2 separate regions of the Triticum aestivum genome follow, and region 2 is linked to region 1. Evidence: chromatin contacts called from public Hi-C data. All regions are on one chromosome and are shown on one strand. The core of a region is the stretch at or near the end of the contact, and the rest is flanking DNA. Distances in the headings are between cores, read along the strand shown.

Region 1 (6,713 bases), core at 1,737-4,236:
ATGTCCGAGACAAGTTGACTGACTCCTGCCTACATCTACTACTATTACTCCACACATCGATCACTATCCAACATGCATCTAGAGTATTAAGTTCATAAAGAACGGAGTAACACCTTAAGCAAGATGACATGATGTAGACAAAGTAAACCCAATATTTCTAGATGAGTTACGTAAATATCTAAAAGATACTAAACCTCAATTCCAAGAAATTATATCTTCTAGCAAGACATTCACCTAGCAAGCGGAAATCCTTTTGAAGGAAGCTATTCAGGAACAGCTGGAACGGTTTTCTCTTCAGTAACAAATAAATTTTGCATGTCTACTCTTGTTAGTAGAATAGGAATTGTTGAGAAAGATTTTTCACCCCATCTTTTTATCCTTAATGGCAACGATACAAATATGTGTCATGTCCCTTTCTGTCACTGGGACTGAGCAACACAAGATCGAACCCATCACAAAGCACCTCTCACATTACAAGATAAATTAGTTGGCCAAACCAAATGGATAGATCGGAGAGAAATACAAAGCTATAACAATCATGCATAAAAAGAGTTCAGAGAGACTCAAATAATATTCATGAATAAATCTAATCATAAACCACAATTCATCGGATCTCAACAAACACACCGCAAAAGAAGATTACATCGAATAGATCTCCAAGAACATCGAGGAGAACATTGTATTGATGATCAAAGAGAGAGAAGAAGCCATCCAGCTACTATCTATGGACCCGTAGGTCTGTGGTAAACTACTCACACATCATCGAAAGGGAAACAAGGTTGATGTAGAAGTCCTCCGTGATCGATTCCCCCTCCGGCAGAGTACCAGAAAAGGTCTCCAAATGGGATAGCAGAAGAACATAAACTTGCGGCGGCGAAAAAAGTATTTTGGATGGCTCTCTATTGGTTTCCTGATTTTAGAGAATTTATAGAGGTGGAATTAGGTCAGACGAAGCCACGAGGGGACCACAAGGCATCATGGCGTGCCTTGTTGCCTTGCCGTCTCCTCATTTGCCTTTTGGTCTCCTCCCGAAGCTTCTAGGGTCTCTCTTGTCCAGAAAAAATCGTCAAAAAGTTTCGTAGAGTTTGGACTTCGTTTGGTACTGATTTCCTGAAAAACCAAAAACAGGCAAAAACAATAATTGGCACTTGGCACTAGGTTAATAGGTTAGTCTTGAAAAAGATATATGATCGCATATAAAACATTCAAGATTGGTACTATAAGCATGGAACAATAGAAAATCATAGATACGTTGGAGACGTATCAAGCTGCACCACCGGCTCTTCTTCGTCGCCGGGGTCCAACTCGATTGGCATGCTTCGGTGTCCTGGCTCCGACGCTCTTACAACCATTGCCACAACATCTTCTTCTTCCACCTACATCGCCACCGCTTCTTGTTCCTCCTTCACCGCCACCACAATCCTGTCGTGAAGTACGCTGGGGCATGATGGTCATGAGGACGCGTGTACTCTCTGTACTTGGCCCACCTTGCCCTCTGTCGAGCGTCGCCGGAGTCGGCCTGATTCATGGCCCAACGAAGGATGTCGACTGACATAGTGCCCTTCGCTGGGTCAGGAACCAACGTCTTCAACTCCTCCGACGTCGCCTTCTTCACCACAACGCCTGACTCTTTTTGCATGTCTGCCATGTTGCTGAAGTTCGAGCGGACTTCCATGGTGTTCTCGAACTTGGGTGCAGTCATCGAGCGAGCACCCGAGGAAGGAAGCCCCCCAACCAATGCCCCAAGGGAAGGGTTTGGGGATGGGGTTGGAGTTCCTGCTGGAGTTCATGGCGATGGATAGGAGGAAGAGTGAGAGATAGAGAGATAACCGAGTGAGATGGTGGGTAAGTACTGACCGTGAGGATGGGTAAATAAAGGGGTTATGGATGATAGGTTTTAATGGCGATCGACCTAGGAACTTTGTGCTCTTCATAATGCGTGTTCTTCGTAATGCAGGTCGACACGTAGAACAAGGGCAAGAAGGTGGTGTCACCCATGGAGAAGGGCAATGAGGTGGTGCCGCCCATGGAGGTTGTGCCAACCACGCCTAAGGAGGTGACCACGAATGACGACGTGGTGCCAGAGGAGCCCCCCTATCGGGGAGCACCGGAACTAAGGGCACTACCATGAGGAGGGTGGTCCAACCCACTTCTGCAATGTGATCCTTGCCCCTTAGCTTGAGTGCATCCTGATGCTCCTAGACTTCAGGAAGCACTTTTGGGCCGTGCCGGAAGAGGTGAAGCCGAGGACGAACATCGACTGCTCATGAAGGGTCATTGTCCGGCTGATGGACGACAAGGTGACCCTCGATTAGGGTTGGGCCCCCTTCGTCGCCGTCCATCAAATCAAAATTGGCTACATGGTGACGTTCAAGCTGCAGAGACTCGACACGCTCAAGGTCATCGTCTTCAACGACAAACGACATTGAAGTGGTGACAAGTGCGGGAACCATGACGACGACATTGAAGTGGTGACCAAGTGCGGGAAGCACGACGACGCCTTCGTCGTGAACGTCTAGGATAACCCTTCCTATGCTCCAGCTGGTTTAGTTTCATATCGTACTGCTTTGCTTTTGAACTGTTATGTTTAAGTGTGGGCTGTATTTAAAACTGCGGCTTGCTATGGTTTACAACTATCTTCTGTTGTGTGTCTACGAATTATTCTTCACGTCGCTGTGTGCTGGTAACCTCACCACCTCACTGAAGAGATTACCAAACAACATGTGTTGCATGGAACCAGACACTATGCCTTGCGTTTATGCCTAAACAAGCGGCAACCAAACAAACTACCTTTCGTTACATCCGATTACACCCCATACATGCATGCAACTAACTAGGTGCAGATGTTAGGTTTCTGCCTTTTTTAGCTCAGTCAGGCTCCACGGGCCAGGCTCGTTCGGGAAGGCTACCAAACACGTCCTAAGAGATGCTCCAAACACAACTTGGGCTTGCTGCCTTGCGCTCCAGCCTCTAACCGCAGCCGTCCGATCAGACAAATCACGCATCCTAGCCGCGCACTCCAAGGTCCTGAGTTATTTCTCTCGTCTCCTTCCCCGACCTCTGCCGCACGCCCGCACCCTCGGCGCCTCGACTATACAGCCTACAGATTCCCCCGTCCCCCCGTCCAAAGGCAGGCGAGATGGCTTCCCCCGACGCGGCGGCGGCGCCGCCAACGGAGCCCGAAAGGTGGAGAGACCTGGACATGCTCCTCTCCCGCCCCGGCAACCTCGTCCACTCCACCTTCGATCCCAGCCCCGGGGTTAGCCGCCGCCGCCACCTCTCCAACCCCTGCCCGGCGTTTTCGATCCTTCTCGCGATTTCACACTGAATCGGCTACTTGCGCCGTGCTTGCAGCTGCGAGACCTTATTGGGAGCGTCGTCGAGGTGCTGGTGGTGGGGGCGGGCGGGCTGGGCTGCGAGCTCCTCAAGGACCTCGCCCTCTCCGGGTTCAAGAACCTGCACGTCATCGACATGGACACCATCGACGTCTCCAACCTCAACCGCCAGTTCCTCTTCAGGTCCTTTTCGACACCAAGTCCTTCTGATTATACACAAGAATAGGGTTTATGCAGTATAGTGGTATTAAACTTTGCTGCCTTGTTCACGTGCTAAGCGCTAGATTTAAAGGTTGTTTGCTCCACGGCATAATATTTCTGGGTTGCATAGATAGTGAGCAATGTACGGATTGGAGAATAGATAAATAGAAGGACGTTCTACTGTTAGGTCCTGTAAAATGAAACTGGGTTCAATTATTTGCAAGTTCTGAGTGACCGGAAGTAAGGAACAGTAGAGAGGATTTCAGGTTAACATATACTTCTGTCCTATGTGATGCGATGTCAACAATATATCAGCATTTGGAAAATATTATGTGGGTATGGTACATTAGAAATTAGATTACTACAAGAACGCATTATCCATGGTATATCAGATAACTACATGGTATATTAGATAAATATTATGCGAGTTTCTGAAGCAATAACAAATATATTGGTAAAAAGGGTATCCTTATTCTCCATAAAATTTGGTCAGCATGGTATACGGTGGATTATGATAATCTTGTTTCATCGAATCCCTTCTAAGATATTAGATACTGTATGTTTTGCTACCTATTCTTAATCAAGTTGCAAGCAGCCAAACAATTATTGTGGTCATAAACATGCAAGATCATTGGAGGCCAATCATTGAATACGACACTTTGTCTAATTTCAGTATGATTGCCAAACCAGTGATAGATTCTCACACCCACAATAAATAAGTGAATTGACAGCAGCTGTAAACATAAGCACTGGACAGGACAACAACCGCAAACCAAGCCTTACTCATCGAGTAAGGCCAAAACCTCACTTTATTGCGGCATCAACTGTATATCTGTTTGGATTTTGCATGTTCTATTTATGTTTCTCTGTAATGTTACCATCTCAATGAGCATTGCATGTGATTTTGTACAGGATTCAAGACGTTGGGAAGCCCAAGGCTGAAGTAGCTGCGAAGAGGGTTATGGAGCGAGTTAGTGGAGTGAACATTGTGCCCCATTTTTGTAGGATTGAAGATAAAGAGCTAGAGTTCTATAATCAGTTCCAAATAATTGTTCTTGGTCTGGACTCAATTGAAGCTCGAAGCTACATCAATTCTGTGGCTTGTGGTTTCTTAGGTATATATTTCAATGCCGTTTTTATGGATCTCTAGTCTTTTACTTGGAAAGAAGGCTTCAACTAGTAAATATCTTTGGTCTGCAATGTGTCCATATGTCCTTTCCTTGTATAAAATTCCAATTTAAATTTGCAAGTGACTAGAACATGCACATTCATTCCCCGCAAAAAAAAGCATGCACATTCATAGCAACTATAATTGAGACTGAAGAAAGTTTTGCAAAAAAAATGCTAGAGATGAATGTGAATCAATACTGTTCTGTGTTAATATTTCCATCCCAAGTAAAACGGTATGCTGGGCTGCACATAAAAAGATAAAATCAAGGTTCTCTAATTTAATACAGGTAGTATTTGCCCGTTTATGACTCAATCAAATGATGGGAAACTAGTACATTTACACAATGAAACTCATAATATCTTTCATTTATTTACTGATGCCGGTATGTCTTTGGAATTGCAGAGTATGACTCAGACGACAAACCAGTCCAGGAGACAGTTAAACCTATGGTAGATGGTGGGACAGAAGGTTTCAAAGGTCATGCTAGAGTCATTATACCAGGGACGACGCCTTGCTTTGAATGCAACATATGGCTTTTTCCTCCCCAGGTCAAGTTTCCCTTATGTACCCTTGCTGAGACTCCAAGAACTGCAGCTCATTGCATTGAGTATGCTCATTTGATCAAATGGGACGAGGTATAATTCTTGTATCTGTAGTTTGCTCTTTAATTTATTTTCATTTGTAACAACTATATTTATCTTGTAGGTTCACAGTGGAAAACCTTTTGATGCTGATGATACAGAACATATGCAGTGGATCTACTCAGAGGTTTGCTCTAGTGTGATGACATACAAAATTATATAGTGTCCTATCTTTTTTTCTGTCTAATCTTTTGTCATGTATACTTGGCAGGCTTTAAAGAGAGCAGAACTTTTTGGTATTCCCGGAGTTACGTATTCTTTGACTCAGGTGTGTCATCTTCTCCGTTTATTTATTCTCCAGGCCTAAGATGTAACTTTAATCCCTATCTATCCCAGAATGTCTCAATGTTCTACTCCTCTATTGTGAACTGTGCTTGTGCCCTCGTGAATAATGCATTCTATCGCAAAACTAATAATAATCAAAATTCTTTCCAGAATCATAGTATTTTGTTATTTATACCTTTATATATCAAAACAAACCCAACCTTATTACCTTAAATTTCAAAGGGGGACAACAATATTGTGCTGGCAAGGTGAAAATTCCAGTGCTGGGTTGGTCGGAAGTTTTTTGAGTGAGTGTGGATGCAACTCAAATTCAATATTTGCCATATACTCCAAATTCCAGCCCTGTTAAGATAATCTCGTTTTTCTAGTCGTCTGTTGTGCTCCAATAGTAGGTGATTTTGCTACTAGTATTTGCTGTTATAATCATTGTGTAGTTGGATTAGGCTGTGTGCAGGTTTGCACTATGGGCAAGCTGCCACTGGTAGTAGTAGCTCATTATCCACTTCAATAGTGGACAGTTTGATATTTAAGAAGTTGAAGATAAGAATGGTCTTAGTTTATAACTTGTGTAAGTTTTGTTTAATCATAGTGATGTTTAAAGTTAACTAGCCTTGTAATCCACCTACATATGATTTTTCTGAATAAATATCTATTCACACAATAATCTCTGTCTCTTTTCTGCATGCTGCTCTTTTGCTTTGTGCAAAAAATATCTATTCACACATGGTTTAGCTGTCACCTATGCAGCTTCAGCATGCTTGTCAATGTTTAATTTCCACAGTATTGCGTTATGTCCAATTTTTTCTTCTGACAGAAGTTTTTGTGCCATTTAGTTAGTTTATCAGCAACTAATTCTCTGTATCCCACTGATGCTTTGGTCTGTTACATCCGCCTACTTAATGCCAATTATAAAATAAAATTACCACCGCTTAATGGGAATCCCACAACTTAGAATGTATCTTAGCGTCCTTCAGATAGTAGGCATTTCAACAACAAACAATAACCACAAAGCCTTTAGTCCCAAACAAGTTAGGCTAGAGGTGAAACCCATAAGATCTCGCGACCAACTCATGGCTCTGG
Region 2 (6,713 bases), core at 2,604-5,103, 300 kb before region 1:
CACAAGATACTGTTGAGCATAAATTCATCTATGCTTTCAAAATTTGTTAAAATTCTGCTGTGAATTTGTCTTAATTTCTTGTATAGTTCCCTCAACAATATATACAGTTTTCCCAGTCAAAAAAAAACAATATATACAGTTTTTAGTATTTTCCAGTTGAAGCCGCAAATCTACTAAACTATGGTAATCAACAATTGCACTTAACATAAGCATCCCAGAAATAGTTATTTTGCAATGCGGTTCCTCGATAGCTCGTAAAATCATATTCTAGAAAAATTAATCTCAAAATCATGTATGCTTCTGGTTTCGCAGTTCTCTACTCAAAAGTCAAAACTCACTCAAAGTAGCATAGAGGGATACAGTTGATAGAGCAGACTAATTCTACAGATTCCACAGTTCCTCAAGATATGATAACATGAACAACGACAGTATAGCACCAGAGGCGGGCCTACCTGAGCTTTTTGTAGACCATCAGAAGCCTCTTCTATGACTTTACGATCCAAGCTTGCCGCATGATTAGACTTCAAACAGATTTCAAAACCCTTTTGTGCTTCTTCGACATCCCCCAGAGCAAGCAGACAACTATACACATTTAGCCGAGCATATTGATTAGATCATATATTCAGCAATATTATACAAGTTATATAACAAGGGCAAGACACTTATGACCAATTACATGCACTACTAACTCCTAACATCAAATAACCACATTAAGTTATGGAATTCGAATTAACAAGGCTATTAACACTTTGCAAACTAATGTCAACTGAATGTACACAAACAACAAGGAGTATAGTTAGGCATGTTAAGGCAGTACTCAGCCTTAGACTTAACTACAACACATGAAATGTTTCTTTCCTCTGAGATCTGAAATTGCTAAGAAAAAAACAATTGAATTGGATATTTACTTAAGAACAATATCTAGTTTTTTCTCCTTCACCAAATAAAAAGTTTAAGAATTATGATGCAAATTCCAATTATTTAAAAAAACTGTATATATGTGAAAGTTCGCAAATTGGTGATTTGTCAATGTAACAGCCCTAGGTATTCATCTTACTTGGCAGCTCTGACTTGTGCCTTGAGAAAGCTGGAATCAATTTCAGTAGCTTTCCGACAATCAGAGAGGGCATCTCTCATCCTACCGAGAGATATCCGGGTAGCTGCACGATTGCTGTAGCACAGCATTAATGCTTTCTGAGAAGCTTGATTTTGAGAAACAGAATTAATCCCATGGGTATAGCATTCCTCCGCCTTAGCTAACTGTCCTGCAGCATAAGCTTGGTTTCCCCTGGTGAACAATAAACAATTAAGCTTAAAATGCACCAAATATACAGTTAAAGCAACAAAAAAGAAACTCTAATCCCCTTATTCAAATCAAACCAAAACTCAACATATTTCAGTTTTAAATGTTGATATTTCATAAACAACCACTGGTGGGAATTAATTCTAAGCCAACAAACTCCAGAATTATCAAACACAGCACATTATCCATAAGCATAAACTTGATTACATAGCATGAGGAACGGGTGTGAAAAAAAAGGCAAAAGGCTAACAGAGGAACAAATAACTGAATTTTGATTGACTGAAATACATCACATTGGTTCTTGGTTGGAGATAATTTCATAATTTTCTTCTGTTATGGAAGATTCTAATTTTCTTCTGTTATGGAAGTTCAAGCACAGTTGCAATCCTTTCAAAGTTTGCTTTCAGATTACTGCAGATATTAAACTGGTGTCCACTGTCCACATATAAATAATCATATTTTGTGCTATTTGCCTATTTCAGAAGATATAGTTGATATAACTGTGATATTTGCAACTGTGCAGGCATAAGTCATTAAACATAGTATGTAAGTTCATAAATACGCCAGTAACAAAATACGAAAGGTTGTGTAGACACCTTATACGCCAAGTTTCACAATCCTCCTGATATCTAAAGTTTCCTGTTTTTGTACATGTTACTACTGAAGGTTCTGCTTTGCTGTATTCAGTCCATTGAGGCACTAAAACTGCGTCTGGCTGGCTTGCTGAAACTTTTGTGTGTGCAAGACTAATGGCAGATGTAGGAAGGCTTTGAACAAAGTTAGTATGAGTCGTCATTCCTTCAGAACTTCTATTCTGTTGTCTTTGTGAGCCCAACTTACTTCGATCGAAAGTAGATGAAGCAAATATTAAGTCAGAGTTACCACAACTTTCCAAGTTAGCTGCAAAAGTAAGCCCAGTTCCATCATGGCTACTTTCTGCTGTTTGCGTAGCATCAGCTACCTCTGGGCCACTGTTACCAGAACCCTCTAACCTGAGGCCAACTTTTCCAGATTGTTCCATACTAAAGTTTGTTTCCGGAGTCACTTTTCCAGAAAAACTGTCAGCTGCAAGGACATTCCGCAATGAAGAAACCTGACGGGTTGAGGAAAACTTCTTTGGTTTAACTGCCCTTCTATTCATGCTCATAGCCTTAAGCACTCCCTTGTCTCCAGCTGAATTGTGGTCTTGTAGAAGAGTAAATGATCTCTCATCGAAAGATCGACATTCACCAAGTCCAGATGCTGCACCTACTTGTGTTTGCATACCATCAGGCAACTTTGTGAAAGAAACCTTTACAATGTCATCTTGAGCTCCAATGCTAAAAGGTGCAGTATTCGAGGCTTTTTCTGTTTCATGGACTTGACAATGTCTGGAATGTGGAGCACCCCAATTACGTGAACCAGGTGCAAGCTGTGACTTGAGACATCTGCCATCCTCAGTAGCTGAAAGACCAAGTTGTTCAGAACTGCATGTTACCTCCTCTTTATCAGATGAATCCAACTTCTTGACATTACTTTGCTCTGTATTTGCAGTGAACAGACTATGTTGAGCACTAGCACGCTCCCCGAAGACAAACAAATCATGTTTGACATTACCACCAGTTGCAGAAAGTTTGCTTCCATCCTTTGTGAAGTAAACTTTATCTACAGAATCTCCTACGGATGAGTTACCACAGTCCTTGGGGACTTCCATGGAATCATTCCTGTCAGTACATTTTGTTGCAGTGACCGCTTGACCAACTAATGATGAATTTGTTTCGGTACTCTTGCACCCTACTGTCTGAGAGAGCATGCCACGCCCTTCATCGCGCTGCTTAGCAACACCAGGAAGAATGCTCGGACGAAAAACCTCATGTGACTTCAAATTGCTTTGAGAGGAACCAAAACTACCGCGAGAATTTATCTCCAGCACGGAATCATTTAGTCTAGAAACATGAGCACAGTCTCTTTGCTTGCCGGAAGAATCATCTTGTACAAGCTCATCGGCTGCTGCAGAGAGGCTGCACAACGATGCAGCACTGGATCCAACCGAGGAGCTTCTCTTCATCTCCGATCTCGCCGAGACGCCACTCCCAAAAACAAAATTAGCGCCACGGGAAGAACCCCATGAGCCCGCCGACGCTGGATCCTCCGCCACGGCGCGGTTAGACGTCGAGGCGTCCGCGCCGAAGACGAAGACCGAGGGGCGTGATCCACCTGCGGTGCTCGGTCGCGAGCCAGCGCCCGCAGCAAAGCTCGAGAGATCACCGCCGAGGCGCCGGCTGGGGGAGCAGGAGGCTCCGGGGTGGTCGGAACGAAAGGGGGCGGCCTGGCGCCGCGGGCGGGCGACCCGCGGCCTGTGGGTGGCGGCGGGGATGGTGGGGAATGGGGCGGAGGCGGCGAGCGGATCGGGCGAGGGATCCATCGGGTGGGCGGCACGGGAGAGGAGAGCGTGTGCGGCGGAGGGCGGCTTTACGTCGGCGGCCGCGCGCGGGCGACGTGGATTTCGTTTTCCGGCGGGGCAGGGGTGTGGGCCATAGACAGATAGAAAGAGACGGGAAATGGATTGGATTGGATTGAACTGCTCTGTACATACCCAGCTGCTGCATTAAAATAGGAAACGAACAGAAAATGATGAACGTGCCGACACGTGCATTACATGGTCAGCGGCTCGCCCTCCATGGCATGGTATCCCACCCCCATCGCAGCCTCAGGGTCAGGGTCTCCAACCAACCTGACAAGGTTAGCAAAGCTTTCACATGCTTTTTTTTAGCTGGAGAAAAAGTGTTTTTTTTTCTGACCATGCTGGAGAAAAAGTGTTCTGGAGTCTTTAGGAAATCCAGAATGTTACATTTAGATCTTGCAGGTGTGTCACAGCCTATATCTCAGTAACGTGTTCTCATGGACTTGCCCAGGATTTGAAGAGTATGTATTCAAATTCTCAAAGGGAGCCCAAATTTTTATTTTTATTTTAGGGAAAATACTGCCGCTTTTATTAACTTACGAAGTTCGGAATCTCATCCGACAAAACAGAAAGAACGATGTCCGCAGGAGCCCCCAACCAAACCTTACATAGTTCGACACCCACTCCTACTCTAGCTAGCTTATGCGCGGCAGCATTAGTTGAACGTCTAACCCAAGTCACCTTGTGATCAACAAAGGATCGCAACAAGGTTTTGATCTCCTCCACCAAAGGCCCGGACGCCGAGAGCTCCTTTGTGTGTTTCTTCAGCATCTGCACAACTCCTTGAGAGTCTAACTCCACATGCACTAGTGTCGCGTTGATTTCTTTTGCTACCTCAAGAGACCGCTTACATGCCAAGATCTCAGCCACCTCGGGATCAACGACCTCAGAGAAATGGTGGCACATACCTGCTCTGAACGCTCCCATATGATCCCTAAGCACAGCCCCACCTCCAGCCTTGTCCCCCATCTTTGATGTTGCGCCGTCGGAGTTAACCTTGATCCAACCCTCGTCCGGTGGCTCCCATTTCTGATGCTGCGGACGAGCCGGAGCATTACCTGAAGCGGGATGTGCCAGCACCCACTCCTCTATCTGCCCCAAGACTGAACCCAATATTTCATGTGGACGTTTGATCATCTTCCCTTCTCTTGTCTCGTTCCTAGCCAGCCACAGGCTATACAGCGCCTGCACCGTCGCCTGTTTTGCTTCATTGGATGCTCCCGCTAGCCACTGCAGTAGCCAACGTGCTACCTCTCCCTGGGAGACCAACTGGCATGGTGGGATCGCCACCAAATCTCCCTTCTCCGAGCGAAATAGCTGCCAAAAAAGTACCGAGTGTGGGCACGCCCAAAATCGATGAAATAAAGTTTCCTCGCGTCCACAAGCAACGCAGAAGACCCCAGGTTTTATCCTTCGCCGATGGAGCTCTGATCCGACTGCCAGTCCATTTGAAATGAGTCTCCAGAGATGAATCTTGGCCTTTCCAGGTGTGTTCGTGCCCCAAAGGGCCATGTACCCCTTGTGTTTATTCACAGAACTAGATGACTCCGGCCGTCCAAAGCGCGATCTAACCATGGCCATTTTCAGATGATAAGTTGGTCGTACCGAGAAGATTCCATTCTTTGTGAAATTCCACGCTTGGTAGTCGTCAATACCCAAGCCACCCACCACTATCTGCAAAATTTCACTTGCATCGCCCGGGGTAAACATCTCCCTGACTCGGTCGCTATTCCAACTTCTTCCATCTGGCAAGAGGAGATCGGCCACCTTAGTCACGCCCGGAATATATACCTGTCCCAACGGCTTCATAGCCCCGCTCCTCGGGATCCAGTTACTGTGATGTATGCTCACTTTGGAGCCGTCTCCAATTCTCCAAAATAGGCCCTCTCGAAGTAGATCCCTGCCGTGCAAAACGCGTCTGTAAGTGTATGAGGCTGTAGCAGGGCACGTTGCGCTCAATATGGATTCCTCTTTGAAGTAACGCGCCTTGAGCACTCTTGCCACCAACGACTCCGGGCATTGTAGGACACGCCAGGCTTGCTTTGCAAGTAGAGGCTGATTAAACACTGTCGGGTCACGAAAACCCATCCCTCCATCCCTTTTAGAGGTGCACATCTTTTGCCATGAAATCCAATGTACTTTTTTCTCACCATCCTTTGCCCCCACCAGAATTTCGACGAGATAGAATTCAGATTCCGGCACGTTTTCTTTGTGAGGTGGAAACAACTCATGGTGAAAGTTGGTACTGATTGGAGTCCAGACTTGATAAGTACCTCCCTTGCCTTCTTGGACAGACCCAAATCCTTCCATCCGGTGCATTTTCCTTTTGAGCTCTTCGTGACATACCGAAAAGTGCCCTCTTTTGATCGACCAACCAGTGTTGGAAGACCGAGGTACCGTTCACTAAGTGCTTCCAAGGTCACCCCCAACACCGCTTTGAGCTCTTCTTTAGTGTTGTCCTGACAGCCTTTTCCAAAGAAAATCGAGGATTTTTGCAAATTCACCTTCTGTCCCGAAGCTTGCTCGTAGCTAGCTAAAATCTCCCTTAGAGTCTCTAGGTACTCCATGGATCCCTCCAAGAACACAATATTGTCATCTGCAAAAAGGAGATGTGTGATATGGGGGCCAGTGCTCCCAAACGTCACTCCTTTCAGTCTATTTTCTGCTTGCGCTTTCCTCAAGAGTGCAGAGAAACCCTCGACACAAAATAAGAATAAATAAGGCGAAAGAGGATCTCCCTGTCTGAGACCTCGGGAAGGTAAGAAGCACCTAGAGCATGCACCATTAAGCTTTACCGAGAAACTTGTCGTCGTCACACAACGCATGATCATCTCTATCCATGACGGTGCAAAACCAAACCGTTCCAACATCTGTTGCAAGAACACCCACTCAACTCGGTCATAGGCCTTCATCATGTCCAGCTTTACAGCACATAAGGGTCTCTTCCTCTTCCTGTTGCGAATGGCA

What was found. Hi-C and Micro-C count contacts between places; a contact is called where the count stands out from the background.
Region 2: a contact with region 1 is called in a Hi-C map of leaf, with 2.8 times the contacts expected there. The contact joins the promoter of LOC123069680 here to the promoter of LOC123069678 in region 1. A contact is called at or near these places in 2 of 5 Hi-C or Micro-C datasets (both in leaf).

The regions. Positions count from the first base shown.
Region 1 is chr3B:268,850,774-268,857,486 of IWGSC CS RefSeq v2.1, reverse strand. It overlaps LOC123069678 (NEDD8-activating enzyme E1 catalytic subunit), which reads left to right and starts at 2,986. Exons shown (of 9, transcript XM_044492602.1): 1 at 2,986-3,259; 2 at 3,355-3,518; 3 at 4,449-4,651; 4 at 5,110-5,342; 5 at 5,413-5,475; 6 at 5,560-5,616. The coding sequence starts at 3,140.
Region 2 is chr3B:269,149,309-269,156,021 of IWGSC CS RefSeq v2.1, reverse strand. LOC123069680 reads right to left here and starts at 3,853. Exons shown (of 11, transcript XM_044492604.1): 1 at 1,900-3,853; 2 at 1,058-1,288; 3 at 453-582. The coding sequence starts at 3,707.